Linked DNA regions of Acanthopagrus latus: region 1 is linked to region 2. The links are chromatin contacts, called in public Hi-C maps. All regions are on one chromosome and are shown on one strand. The core of a region is the stretch at or near the end of the contact, and the rest is flanking DNA. Distances in the headings are between cores, read along the strand shown. Region 1 holds the start of LOC119005921 (double-strand-break repair protein rad21 homolog A-like). Region 2 holds the start of LOC119005750 (E3 ubiquitin-protein ligase rnf146-like).

What was found. A called contact is a pair of places that touch in the nucleus more often than the background predicts.
Region 1: a contact with region 2 is called in a Hi-C map of muscle, with 6 times the contacts expected there. The contact joins the promoter of LOC119005921 here to the promoter of LOC119005750 in region 2. A contact is called at or near these places in 2 of 4 Hi-C or Micro-C datasets (both in muscle).

Annotation. Positions count from the first base shown.
Region 1 is chr17:10,738,438-10,745,745 of fAcaLat1.1, forward strand. LOC119005921 (double-strand-break repair protein rad21 homolog A-like) reads left to right here and starts at 4,922. Exons shown (of 14, transcript XM_037074033.1): 1 at 4,922-5,074; 2 at 6,807-6,997. The coding sequence starts at 6,854. It overlaps LOC119005988 (exostosin-1a-like), which reads left to right. Exons shown (of 12, transcript XM_037074235.1): 12 at 1-1,903.
Region 2 is chr17:10,560,311-10,566,602 of fAcaLat1.1, forward strand. It overlaps LOC119005750 (E3 ubiquitin-protein ligase rnf146-like), which reads left to right and starts at 4,022. Exons shown (of 3, transcript XM_037073640.1): 1 at 4,022-4,161; 2 at 4,905-4,957; 3 at 5,261-6,292. The coding sequence starts at 5,273. It overlaps mdh2 (malate dehydrogenase, mitochondrial), which reads right to left and starts at 3,964. Exons shown (of 1, transcript XM_037073642.1): 1 at 2,389-3,964. The coding sequence starts at 3,840. The coding sequence ends at 2,827. It overlaps rspo3 (R-spondin-3), which reads left to right. Exons shown (of 6, transcript XM_037073645.1): 6 at 643-2,243. The coding sequence ends at 854.

The DNA.
Region 1 (7,308 bases), core at 3,672-6,171, 180 kb after region 2:
CTTTGTTGGCTTTGTTAGCAGGAGATATTTATGTATGGTTGTTGTCTCTATGCCAGAGACCCAATTTCCTTTTGTCCAGTGACAGGTTTGGCAGTAGGCGAGGCTGACAAGTAAAATGGGTTAGGGTTAGGGTTGGGCTAACGGTGCTTTAATCTAACCGCATCAAACAGTGCTTGATGCCATCACAGTTGGCATCATACTAAATTAACTGCTTTATTTCTTCCACTTGTTATGGACAAATATGACCGGATTGAAAAGTTTCAGAAAAGCAAACGGTTGAAATTGGCAGTTTTGGGGTGTTACGATCTATTATGTAATTATTCTCGTTTTCGGTATTTTTCCAACATAAATGCATGTAATTAGAAGCCTTTCATTCTCCAGTATATTTGCAGAATGCCAATTTGTATCTCTGATAATCACCGATAACCACATTCATCTCTGAGAGATTCACATTCACAGATTGGCAATGAGCAGTGGTGCTTTGGCCACATTCTAGACACAAGTGCAAGACCCTGATGTCCAAGTATGTTCCACAGTTCTTTGTTTCATGAATGACATCTTGATCTGTGTCTATACGTTATTCTCAATCCCGACACCCATCGTATTCACTGCACATCTGTAATGAATGCCGACCATCAGTGGAACATGGAATTGGGTTCTTGCAGATGGAACAGTAGGCTAATTGACCTAAACAATCTCAAAATGTTTGGTTCCTTTAACAATCATGCTTCATGTTAGTTTTGCGTTGATCTCTTATATCAAGTCACCTGAAAACATAATGTGATGAATCTGGAATGTGCACCTGTGTTTTTTTTTTTTTAATCACTGTGCATCATCGACACAAAGTTTATCTGTCCATGTAATATACCTGTGAAGCCAGCAGCATTTCTATAGAAACCTGACCACACCTGCCCTGACGCCTCTTTTGGTAGCTTCACCTTCATTTTTGTGGAAGACAAAACCGTTCTGTACCCTCCACGCCCAATATGTGCCAACAGATCATATATGATTTAGTTTTTATATTGTTTAATTTGATATGAGGAATGCCATGCATTTCCATATATTTTGATTCATTAAAAGTATATCTTGTCTGTATAAGAAAGATGCGTGCGGGGGGGTGAGGAAGGAAAGATTGTATTGGGTGAGAGACTCAACAGAGAAGGGTGCTGCATGGTATTTTACACTTCTGAGAATGTGCTATCAGCTTGACGGCAAATAAACAATCCTAGTATTACTAAACACAGCACTATCAGGACAACTGAATATGGTCGTAAACATAAATCACATTTCAGAAATGAACTTGGTGCAATATTTAAGATGACATTTTCTCTATCTTTTTTCTTTTCTCCTTCCGTATGTTGTTTCAGAGGGCAGGGGGTTATATATTGATGTGCCTTCAGAAGAAATACACTTAACCTGTTTTCAGGCAGATGGGGGGGGGAAACCTTTTCATTTCATTGTTGGTTATTGTTTGCTTTCTTTATCAATATCCAGTAACAGCTCCCTAAATAACATTGTTTAACACTGGAATGCTACAAAGATTTATCACCGCACATTTGATACAGAAATTCCTGCCTTTTTGTTGTGGGAACTTCTTTTTCTCATGTTCTGTCGTGTATCACCATACTTGTGAGGACCCAATAGAGGGCCCCTCTTTCAAGTTGTCACAAGTATAGTAATACATGTAACACACTCGTAATTGTCCCATACACAGTATTTATCAGACAGGATTCTTCCTCGACTGAATCTCTGCGTGGTTCCTTCACTTTCTTCCGTAACTGCAGACCTAATTTTATAGAGATTAAAATGGAAAGATAGAGGAAAAATCACAATTTTGTAAAAGAATTTTATAAAAATAAAACAAACAAAAAAATCAGGAAATAAAATGTTTGATATAAAATGACTTGTCTCTGTGTTTTATATTCATGTCAAGAACATTCCTAAAATCTATGCTGCGAAGACGCACTCCTCTGGGTAAACATGAAGCAAAGTTCCTTTTTTCCGTTTCACCTGGTCATCCCTCTTCCTCTCTGACCTGCAGGCAAGCCATGTCCAGGCTTCCCAAACACATTTTGCGTGTTTGATTTGTCCGCTGCATCCACTGAGGGAGAGCCAAACCAAATAATACCTTTAGCTTCCTCCTTGTGTGTGTGTGTATGTGTGCGAACCCCATCCTTTGCCAAGAAACTGCTGTGTTTACATAAATCTGTGTCAGGATGATTGGTTTAGACACGCTGCATAAATAACAGCATCTATCCAGGATGATCCCATGGTGCATGAGAGCTGCCAACTCAGCTGGAGCAACAGCTACAGGAGAGATTTCTACCCCCGAAACGCACTCCAACACCAAACTGGGCTAAACTCTTAAAGCCAAAAGATATGCGGTGTGTTAAAACTGGACGAGTGCCTGCGCTGGATGAATTATCTAGTGACACACGAAAGGGAAAACCATTCGGAGAGTTATGCTAAAACCGCATCCACTCAGAATGCTGTGAGGACCAAAAACGGGACAAAGGGAGATCCAGATGTGTAGTTTGTTGCACTGTTGGAGTCAGTGGAAAAAAGTATTTATTTATTTATTTATTTAAGATCCGTGGGCTGTTGGGCACATCCAATGCCAAAGTCTGCTTGTGTGATTTAATGGTATGCAAATCAGTTAGTCTCTTAATCCCACTGATGAGATGTGTATCTGTAGTGGAGATGGAACACAGCATGCATTCAGTCGTGGCTCTTCCCAACTGATGGATTAAATACTGTGACTCGAGGCCAAGTTTGACAAATATCCTCCCATTGCTGTCAGTGGAATAAAACTCTCTTATAGATTAGATTTGTAGTCTTGCTGCCATGGTATCTGAAGAATTATGTCACCATGGTGGCTCCGGTCTCTTTCTTACATTGCAACCAAAAACACCATATGATGGATGATTTTCTGACCCCAGGTTCCTCTGTTGTATGCTGGAATGGAGTTTAAGTAACTTTTGAAGACGTGCAGTAATTTCCAAACACCGCGTCAAAGAGAAGCAGTTTCATTACAGGAGTGGAGAAGAGGCTCCCCGTGGCGACATAATTGAATACATTAAGATTGCACATCATGGCACTATTAGCCAGAAACAATTCATTTCACAGGATTAAAGGAATCTAATTCCTCCATCAGATAAAAAAAAATCCTTCACTGCTTTTAGCCCACATATTTTCCCAGCGTGTTTGTGTGTGCGCGTAAGAATGCTTCAATAAAAAATGTCATACAGCTGTTCAGATAATAATATACCCCCTGTTTTTGGTATGCTGAGATAAACAGGTGTTCAGACTTTGTGACTCACAACTTGTACATCAACAAAGTAGCTCAACTTTAGAGGCTGTTTGGATGAATCCGTCATGTGATAACAGCAGAGAGCAATTGGCTATCTGGAAAAAAAAAAAAAAATTATCTTAACAGATGGCATTCTAAAACTGTGTCACCATCCAGACATGGCTGTGCAGTGTTAAAATGAGTCATATGTCCAGTTCTGTGTATGCTGCACAGGACTTATACAAAGGAGACTGATTTAATGTGATCATATGTAAATTGGTGATGCACACTGAAAATCTCCTCCCAATTTAAAATTGAACTCCGCTTAAAATTCATTATTGTCTCATTTACATCTGTTAGCTTTCAAGTGAGGAATCCTGTTTAGTAATTTGGCCTACAGCAATAATTTCATTAATCTCACAATGAGCCTGTTTGTGCATTAGAACGTTCATCTGATTGATTTTGGAGCATATTTGCACACATTTAATGCATTAGGTGAATTATTTCTTCACTTACTGCCAGTGGTATTACCATGCTATCATGATGCATTATCACCCAGCTTAAGTGCCTCCTGTGACTTTACCTTGTTTTTCATCTACATTGCCACTGCAGATATCCAGCTATGCTTACACTGACTGAGCTGATAAATCCAGACTCAAATGCTGATTGCAAGAATTAAATTTCATTTTACTCTGCTGTGGGAGCCTCGGCTATCTACCAGCCTTCCTGCTACAGTGACACGGAGCCCTGCAGCTAGTAAATCATAAACATGCTCAACTGGCAGCAGTTCTCTTGCAACAGATGCTGTAGCCTATGAGACAAATCGGCTTTACTGCATACCAATTTTGCAATTGGATTGTCGATGAGTTAGTATCTCTGTCAGGCATGTTTCTCTTCATCTCAGTATCTACTATACTGTATGGAGAGTGTTGTTTGCAGTCTGCATGGTTACCTGTTAGTTACTCTGCTCACAGAGCTGACTTTGTTGAGCCGGTAATTTCAGAACTTTCTTCTCATGTTAATACTGTGAATCTCATTCACTTTCTCTCTTTACATTTTGCTTAAACCCAGTAAGGCATGTCAGTTAGACGGCCTGCACAACAGCAATGCCCTGTACCTGTTATTTAATAATTGCGCCTGTGTTTCCCTGCTATGACACTGCAAAAACATGCGGAGACCATAGTTTGTTTAAGCCACTCCCTTGACGCACAGATGTGAGTCACAGTGGGCCCATGTCATAACCGGTCTTACAACATGGGATCTGTTTTTAAAAGATTAGGGTCCAGATGGGACATTTGGGGAAAGCAGGCAGGCAATCATTATTCTCAAAAATGCAATACCATGAGTGCACACAGTTACCTCAGGAGGAGGTGAACCTCCAATAAAACTAAAAGGAATATTATGTAACAGCAATATAATATTGGTAATAAAATAAATGTACTGGATTCATCATCCCTTGCATATGTACTACTCTGCAAAACACAACACTGTATTTTCATAATATACATCGATTTAGCAGCCAGTGTGTGTGGTGAGCACTGTGCCACAGCGCCCCCTATCTGCGCTCGGTGCTCACGGCAGGCTGTCCGTCAGCGCTGGCCTCCTCCGCAGACTCCTCCTCCGCCATTTTTGACTGTAAACATCCTGCCGATTTTAAAAGGACAGCGGTGAGCGGGAGGAAGGCGACTGGCGCCATCTTGGCTGTTTTAATGAGTACAACAGGGGAGAATTTGCTGGGAGAAATAACATAATTTCTGGACTTTCACTCTAGAAGGGGGACTGTCGGTAAGTGCGTCTGCAGAGGGAATATTTGCGCGCTGTTTTGTGTGTTTTAAGAGACGAAATCAGCATGCACGTTTGTGTTCATTTGACGCGGCCTTCATTGTACAGGGAGCCGCTAGCCACCAGCTAACCGATACAGTTCTGCTGGTAGAGGGAAAAAAGTATGAGTATGAGATGGGCGCCTCGTTGCCGTGTGCTTTGCTTTCTTCTCATGGGCGAGTCGTTTTTCTGTCCGCCGTTGAGAAACGCTATAATTCTACTTCGGTGAAGTTGCAACGGTGTAATCATGTAAAAAATAAACGCACAGCGAACGATCTCATTGCCCCTTTTGTAGTTAGCTGGCGGCTAATTTAGTTCGTCCCACTTCATGGCGCCGACTATTTACTGGCGTTGACCACCCCCTTAGTGCTTCTAACGTATTACGCTATATTAAGTCAATGCATAACTTTAATTTATCGCTTGATTATGTAACTGTGATTGAAAAATGAATGATTGAATTAAGTAGAGTAAGGGAAGAGCAGACATGTGGATTTCCAACGTTTGCCTCCCTGACTGGGAAATAGGCGGAACTTGAGTGAAGTCAGCGCTTGTTTTGATAAAATCAAATTTTCTGATTATTATGCCGTGCGTTGATATTTTACAATGAATTATCAACTATCGTAGTCAATTAAGCAAAGGAAGAGGGAACAGTGCTTCAAGGGAGCTTTGTTGTTTTTAAGGGTCAGCGTTATAGGTAAGCTAGTAAGTTAAGCCTCCATCGTATGATTAAGCTAGCTAACGTTAGCGTGAGTTAACTGTTCAAAGTTTCTTTGAGAGACAACAGACCCTCATCCTTTCCGATGATTCTCAGGCTAGTAGTTTCTGAAAACCAAACTTATCCAAATAGTGATGTAAACAAATCTGCATTTGTCTTGATGGGGTTATTACCAAACATATAGGAAAGGCGGGGGAAAAAAAGGGGGGGGGGGTATCTTTCCTTGATCAACTGATAATGGCTGCATTGTTACAGATCAGTCATAAATTTGAATACCTAGTTATTCTGATCAGTGTTGCATCAGCAGGATTGACCAAAATGTTGCTAATCACTGGTCCATGGAAATATGGACCATGATATACAGTGTAAAAAAAAAAAAAAGACAGAACTGTTGTCAACATATCAAAGTGTATTTTAAATATAGAGCCCAGCCAATACTCAAGTTTTGGGCTTGATGCTGATATTGGGGAGTAAAAAAATTAAAATGTTGTTCAATCTGTATTTATGAATTTTTTTTATTGATCCCTGAAATGTAATAATGGAACACCTGTGACAAATCTATGCAATTTAAGGAGGATATTTTACAGTCAACATGAATTTGCATTAGTGCACAGAAATGGTTATCTTCACTGGGAGTAGGAGCATAATTTTCTTCATTAGAAACTCAGAAAGAAAATAAATGCATAATATCTGAGTATATCGGACAACATAAATGCCGATACCAATGTACCTGTGACAGGCAAATGTTGTCCAACCCATATATCAGCGGGCCTCTAATTCAAAAGCATCAATTCTATGCAACAGTCTTGCTATGCTAGCTTTGTTAACGAATCAGTCCCATGTTGTGAATCGTCAGGGATAGAACACTTTATTTGGATGATGCTTTGCTGACAGTTTAGTCATCCATTTAGGTCTTTCTTGTCCTGCCCTTTTTCAGAGTGTCTTCTGCTTATACTTAAACTAATATCTTATGTGTTCCAGGTAAACCATACCACAGTGTGAGTGTGTGAGCCAGGGGAACCAGGGCAATGTTCTACGCCCACTTTGTCCTCAGCAAACGTGGGCCGCTGGCCAAGATCTGGCTAGCGGCCCACTGGGACAAGAAGCTGACCAAGGCCCATGTGTTTGAATGCAACTTGGAGAGCAGTGTGGAGAGCATCATTTCACCCAAGGTAAGAATACTCAAGTGCAGTCTGATGGTCCTGCAGCAGGTTGTGTTCTCACTGTGCAGGCTTGAGTCATGCTCAGACCCCCAGACGTTACAATGATTAGTCCAGCCTTCATTTTTCCTCCTAATAATTAAAAGCACTAATGTATACTTTTAATCAAAGAAGAGAATAACGAATGGATACACATTAGAGCAGAACTCAGTGCTTTCTTATTAAGCGACAGTTTGCTGTGTCTTCATTAAAGGCTTTATTTCACTGTCTCTTTGCCTTAACTGTAAACAACTTCATTGCAGTACAGTGTCTGTATGCAGTGA
Region 2 (6,292 bases), core at 2,772-5,271:
CTTCAGAAGATACCTCTTCAACATGATGCTTCACACCATAACTTTTGAATGTTTCCAACTAAAATTCTTACATATTTCATCGTTGAATGCATATTTTCTTTATCTAGAAACCACATTGGGCAGTTGGTCTTTACATGATATGAAGATTTTAACATTCTTTATTAGATATCGGTCATTGTTACGGAGCATGGTGGACTCAAGAAGGGAGGGAGCAACTAAACATTATTTTCATTGTTCAGTCTTCAGTTCTCCAGGCGGATGACATCATCAAATGTCCAAATATGTTATTTAATTATAGAGGAGCAAAGAAACCAGAAATAGTCATGTTAGAGAAGCTGAAATCAGATATTTGTATCTTTGTTTCTTAAATTACTCAATCCGACTAAACCATAATCAAAATTAATTACATCTAATCAATGAATCGTGGCAGCTCTGCGTGAGGATTAAGAATGACGCTGCTAATGACTGCTTCGCTGAAACTGTTGTGCAGATACAAGTGCTGTGTGTAATCTGATTAGCAGCATGTAAAATCCCTCACTTAATACAGGACTACCTCCTAAAACTGATGGGGACGACGATGACGATGCCTCATCCTCTCCTCCATTTTACTAATCTTTATCATTCCATTTCCCTGTCTTCCAGGAGTCCGGAGGAAGAACAAGCAAAGGGAACGGAGGAACCGAAACAACAGGAAAGATAAGGAGAACCAAGAGAGCCGACGGGAGAGGAAGAGAGAGAGGGAGCGAGACCCAGGTGAACGTGAAGACTCTGATAACAGGAACAAAACGGAGCACAGGCATCGCAGAGGCCACGACACAGAACCGGTGTCAACTGGAGACGGCCTTGTGCAGTAGTGCTCTGGACAGACAAAGTCTAGCACCAACCCACCCTCCTCCACCTGTTGCCCTCCCATTCATACTTCTTGAAAAAACTTCCCCCCACCTCACCCACTGTTCACCCCCCCCCTCGACCCCTCTCTGCGGGGGTGTTGCTGCTACCTGTATGATTTGAATATAATGTTTATGCACAAACAAGATGGGGCACATTCAGCCACAAGGCCTGGGCCACTACAGACTTTAAAAAGTCTTTTTTTTTTTTAAATCTACCCTGTAGCCTCTACTCCTTTGCTTCCACCACTGAGAGTGAGTCTCTATTGAAAAGTGCAGGGGACACTGCTGAGACTGCTGCAGGGACTGAATAACAGAGAGAGCAGACGTCTGTGGCTGTGTGGAGGACCAGCAGACAGACAGGCAGACGGACAGACAGAGACGTTCTACTATGACTGTGCTTGTTGATATGGTTATTTAATGGGGCCCCCAGTACAACATTGCGCGTCTTGGTTTTTGAATGTAGATTTTTGCAACATTATGTAGAACAATTGTTTATTATTGTTGTTCCTGTTCTTTAGATCTCTTTATTTTATTTGGTGCAGAATTTGTAAAGAAAAAAAAATGAAAAGTGAGTTTGCTATTGCCATCTTGTGACATTTCATAATCACTGCAAATGACAGATGTAGGAGAGCCTGCGTGCTGCGGATCCAAGGGTCAAAAACTGAAAAGCATTAACATGTGTTCTGCGCGTCTCGGACTGAAGCTAGTTTTATCCAAATATGTGATAAATCTAATCTACTCTTGTTTTGTTTTTTTCTTTTTGTGTAAATGGAATCTGTGCTCTCAGTAAAAGCTCCCTGACTAGGAACCAAAAGCACCTGTATGTCAAATAAAACTATAATGGGTTTGTATCTGCGTCTGTTGTTATCTGTTTATCATGTTACTCCCCATCTTGTGCAATCGACACGCTATAAACCACCTCGGAGTTGACAGAAAACAAGTACAGTGTGCAGCTATCAAATGTTGAGTCAAAGGTTGCCGTGAGCCCATCTGGGTGAAGTAGTAGGGCATCACATTATGTAATAACATTTGTAAGCCATCTCTGAGAGGTCAAAAAGCCTGAAAATACTCTGTGGCAACCATCTTATCATGCCTACTATAACTTGCTCCTCACTCAAACATGTCTTTCAGGGTAATCAAGCTACAGCAGTTCTTACTTTTCACCACTGGGCATTTTGCAGACAGCAGGCCCTTTTTATTTATTACAAACTGTGAAACCTATCATGTAGCTACAACCTCACAGCAAGATATACATTCCTAACTGATGTGACTCAAGTGTTCAATTAGTTTAAACCACCTCTTTTAACCTTTCTATGAACCAGAATTGTATTGTGAGATGAAGGTGTATCATTTTGCAATTTCAGAATCAACCTGCTTAGTTTCATGAAAAAGTGTCCACAGCCCTTCACATTTAGCCCGTTTCAGGTGCACACCTTCAAGCCAAATTGTATCATAAAAATGTTTGTATCATAAAACAGAGAAATAAAAAAACATTTTCTTAAAGCTAAACTTGTTTATTGGTGGAGTAGGTACTTTTGCTCATCAGTAACATCTATGTGCATCAACAGGTAAGATGACAGTATTTCCCCTCATTCATTCAGCAGAGAGACTTCCACTACTGAAGACTGTACATGAAAATATATTGAGATATTGTTTCAGTTTGACATTTGCAAAATAGTCAAGTCACAGTACAGTATGTACACAAATCATAAGTGCAAGGGTAAAGCCATGTTTAAAAAGTAAGGGAAATGATACACAGGAAAGATGATCACGGTTAAAACCATGATTTCTGGATCAGCCGACCCTACTGCTTTAACAGAGATGTAAGAGGAAACACTGTGACAGATGTTCAGATTCACCCAGATGCCTTTTAAGTTAAGACGCAACAAAATATCAATCACAGCGGTTTGTTTTCAACTAAATCAGTGCCCCCAGTTCACTTCATTTTAGCCACAAAATCCTCGCCCTTCTTGATGGAAGCCTTAAGCTCATCCATGGAATCAGCCACCAGCTTCTCCTCAAAGGCAGTCAGCTTGCCCAGCCCGAGGTTCTTCTCTATGCCGCCCTTCCCCAGGAGGATAGGTGTAGAGAAGTACTTGCACTCCGTCTCCTCGGACCTGACATAGGCACACTCCACCACACCTTCCTTTCCATTCATGGCGTCCAGGACGGAGAAGGTGAAGCGGGCCCCAGCGTAGGCCATGGAGAGGGTAGCCGAACCAGCTCCAGCCTTGGCCTTCACCACCTCTGTGCCAGCCTCCTGGATCCTGCCAGTCAGGGCGGACAGCTGGTCAGCAGGGAACTCCACCTTTGGTGTGCACTGGGAAATGAGGGGGATGATGGTCTTGCCTGCGTGACCTCCAATGACTGGGACACTAACACGGGCTGGGTCAAGGCCTTTCAGCTCTGCAACGAAGGCGTTTGCTCTGACAATGTCCAGAGTTGTGACACCAAACACTCTGTTGGGGTTGTACACTCCATGCTTCTTCATGACCTCTGATGTGATAGGGACGGTGGAGTTGACAGGGTTGGCAATGATGCAGATCATGGCCTCGGGGCAGTTGCGGGCGCAGGCATCGGCCAAGGTGGCTACAATGGTGGCGTTGGTGTTGAAAAGGTCATCACGAGTCATGCCTGGTTTCCTTGGCACGCCGGCGGGAATCACCACGACGTCGCAGCCCTTCAGAGCAGCATCCAGCTGGTCGGGACCCATATGGCCGGTTACATGGGCCCTTGTCTCGATGTGGCTGAGGTCCGCAGCCACTCCGGGGGTGTGAGCGATATCGTACAGGGAGAGTTGACTCACCAGGGGGCTGTTCTTCAGGAGCAGAGACAGCGGCTGGCCTATGCCGCCTGACGCTCCTAGCACGGCCACCTTGGCGTTGTTCTGCGTCGAGGTGGACAGGCTCCGGGCGAGGCTGACGGTAGGTCTGACGGCGCGGGAGAACATTTTGTTTCTGTGACTTCTTTTATTACTTAAATGAAAACAGAAGTACCTGAAGAGCCCCTCTCCTCTGTGACACCAACGTCCTCTAGCCACGAGCGAACAGGAAGACCGCTAACTGACATGCGTCGAGGATATGGGGGTAGTCGTGCGATGTTGCGTCAAATTGCGTCAGCGCGTACTGTTACGTCGTCGTCTTTATTTCAGCCTCTTTTTGGGGAGGAAAACAAAGCCAGTTAACAGTGGAAGTCGGTAAATTAGCATTGGTAATCAGCGTCGTTATACGAGTTACAACTATACACCTGACCAACACAGCAAAGTACAACGGTACGGTAGGTACGCAGACGTTGCCTTGTCTCCGTCGCGAGAAAATGCTCCTCCTAGCTGTTTATGTCGCCATGCTAAAATAAGCTAACGCCGTCAGATGATCTCCGTCTATTTGCTGGAGTCACCGAGCTGCCATCAGCCTAGCCAGTGTTAGCTACAACAGGTCTCATTGTTATGGTCGCTTTGCCAGTCGAGAAATCCCTTTGTAACGTTACTGTTTGACTTCTGACTGTACGGGTAGCGGAAACATCAATGCTGCTTTCTTTTTTTCAGCTGCTTTGCTATGTGTCTGACGTCAGCTAAACTAGTTTGCTTATAGACTGTCACCAGTGAATGTGAATATCAGATCGTTAGCTGTTGATTTGAGTCGAGTAACGTTAGCTGTGTTCACCACAGCCCTGTCATAAGGCCAGCTGGGTGAACGCGAACTTGCAACTGTGCGCTGACACAGTTCACTACTTGTAGTCAGACAGTTAACAGAGCTGCCCTTTGTTTCACAGACTTACGTAAACCCTTAAGGTTTCGTTTCAGTCATAGTTACCGTTAAGTGAATTAACGCTAACTCGTGGCTAATCCGTTTTAACATCATTGTTTACATGCAACCCGTTCGTTACATAAAGTAAGGCTGTCAAATAATGGATATTTAAGGAATATGTTGATAATGTGTGTCAAAATCATACGTAATTTCAGGACAGTATGAAAACAAATGCATTCTCACCTACATTCTCTTTTCTTTTTGGCAGTTTGAAGGTCCATCAGCTCTCCTCATGATACATCAGCATTAAGGGTATTTCCAGTAAGTATTATATATCATGTGTGTCAGCCTTGTTCCAGGTAGCAGGTGGCATAAAGATTAATGTATCATTTGATATTTATAATTGTTAGTTTGGCTTCTAGGAATTGCAATTGAGTGCTAAATATGATCATGACACCAGCAGCAAATGAAGTGTTTTGTTTTTTTTTTTTATTGCAAATGATATACCTTACCAGTCAAAATAATTCCTATCTTGAATGCTAATTTCTCCTTTTTCAAAATGAATTTTTAAAAAAAGAATCCTAACACACTATAATCTGTATTATGATTGTCCCCTTTCCTCAGTACTTCCTAAGGATGGCTAGCTGTGGGGAGGTAGACCACTCTGTTAGCTCTCTTCCATCCAGTAAGAAAGGCAGCAACAGTGGTGGTGGAAGTGGGAACAGTGCAGAATCATCATGCTCTGGCTCCAGCAACTCATCCCCAGCCCTGTCTGTACCGGAGTGTGCCATCTGTCTGCAGAGCTGCGTCCACCCAGTCCAACTGCCATGCCATCACGTCTTTTGTTTCCTGTGTGTGAAGGGAGCCTCCTGGCAGAGCAAGCGCTGTGCTCTTTGCAGACAGGAAGTGCCAGATGACTTCCTGGAAAGGCCCACGCTCCTCTCTCCAGAGGAGCTGAAGGCGTCGGCGGGAGGTCGGGCCGGAGCAACAAGTGACCACGCCTGGTATTATGAGGGCCGTAATGGTTGGTGGCAATATGACGAGCGAACCAGCCGCGAGCTGGAGGACGCTTTTTCCAAGGGCAAGAAAACAGCCGAAATGCTGATAGCTGGTTTTTTGTATGTAGCCGACTTGGAGAACATGGTGCAGTACAGGCGCAACGAGCACGGTCGTAGACGCAAGATGAAAAGAGACATTTTGGATATCCCGAAGAAGGGAGTGGCAGGACTGCGTTTGGACACTGAGGGGGTTACTGGGGCCATTGGGGCAGCAGGTCGAGAAAACTCTGCCGATGGGGCTGACACCACAGTAGCAGGAGTGCAGCAACAGGTCACAGGTATCCCGTCTACTGTCACAGCCCCTCCAGCCCCTGCCAGACCTCCCACCTCCCTCGGTGGACAGCCTGGCAGCAGCAGCAGCAGCCCCACTCTAGAGGATGCTCTCTCCCAGCTGCAGATCAGCCTCAGGCCCACACCTCCTCAGGAGCGGGCCGAGGTGGGGGAAGGAGAGGAAGAAGATGAGGAAGAGGAGGCCTCGCCCTCCAGGTCCTCTGATCCTCACACCTCTGTGGACGAGTCTGGCTCTGGAGATTGGAGTGACGATGAGGAAGAGGAGGACGAAGAAGAAGAGGGGGGAAATGGAGAGCGTGTGGAGCCT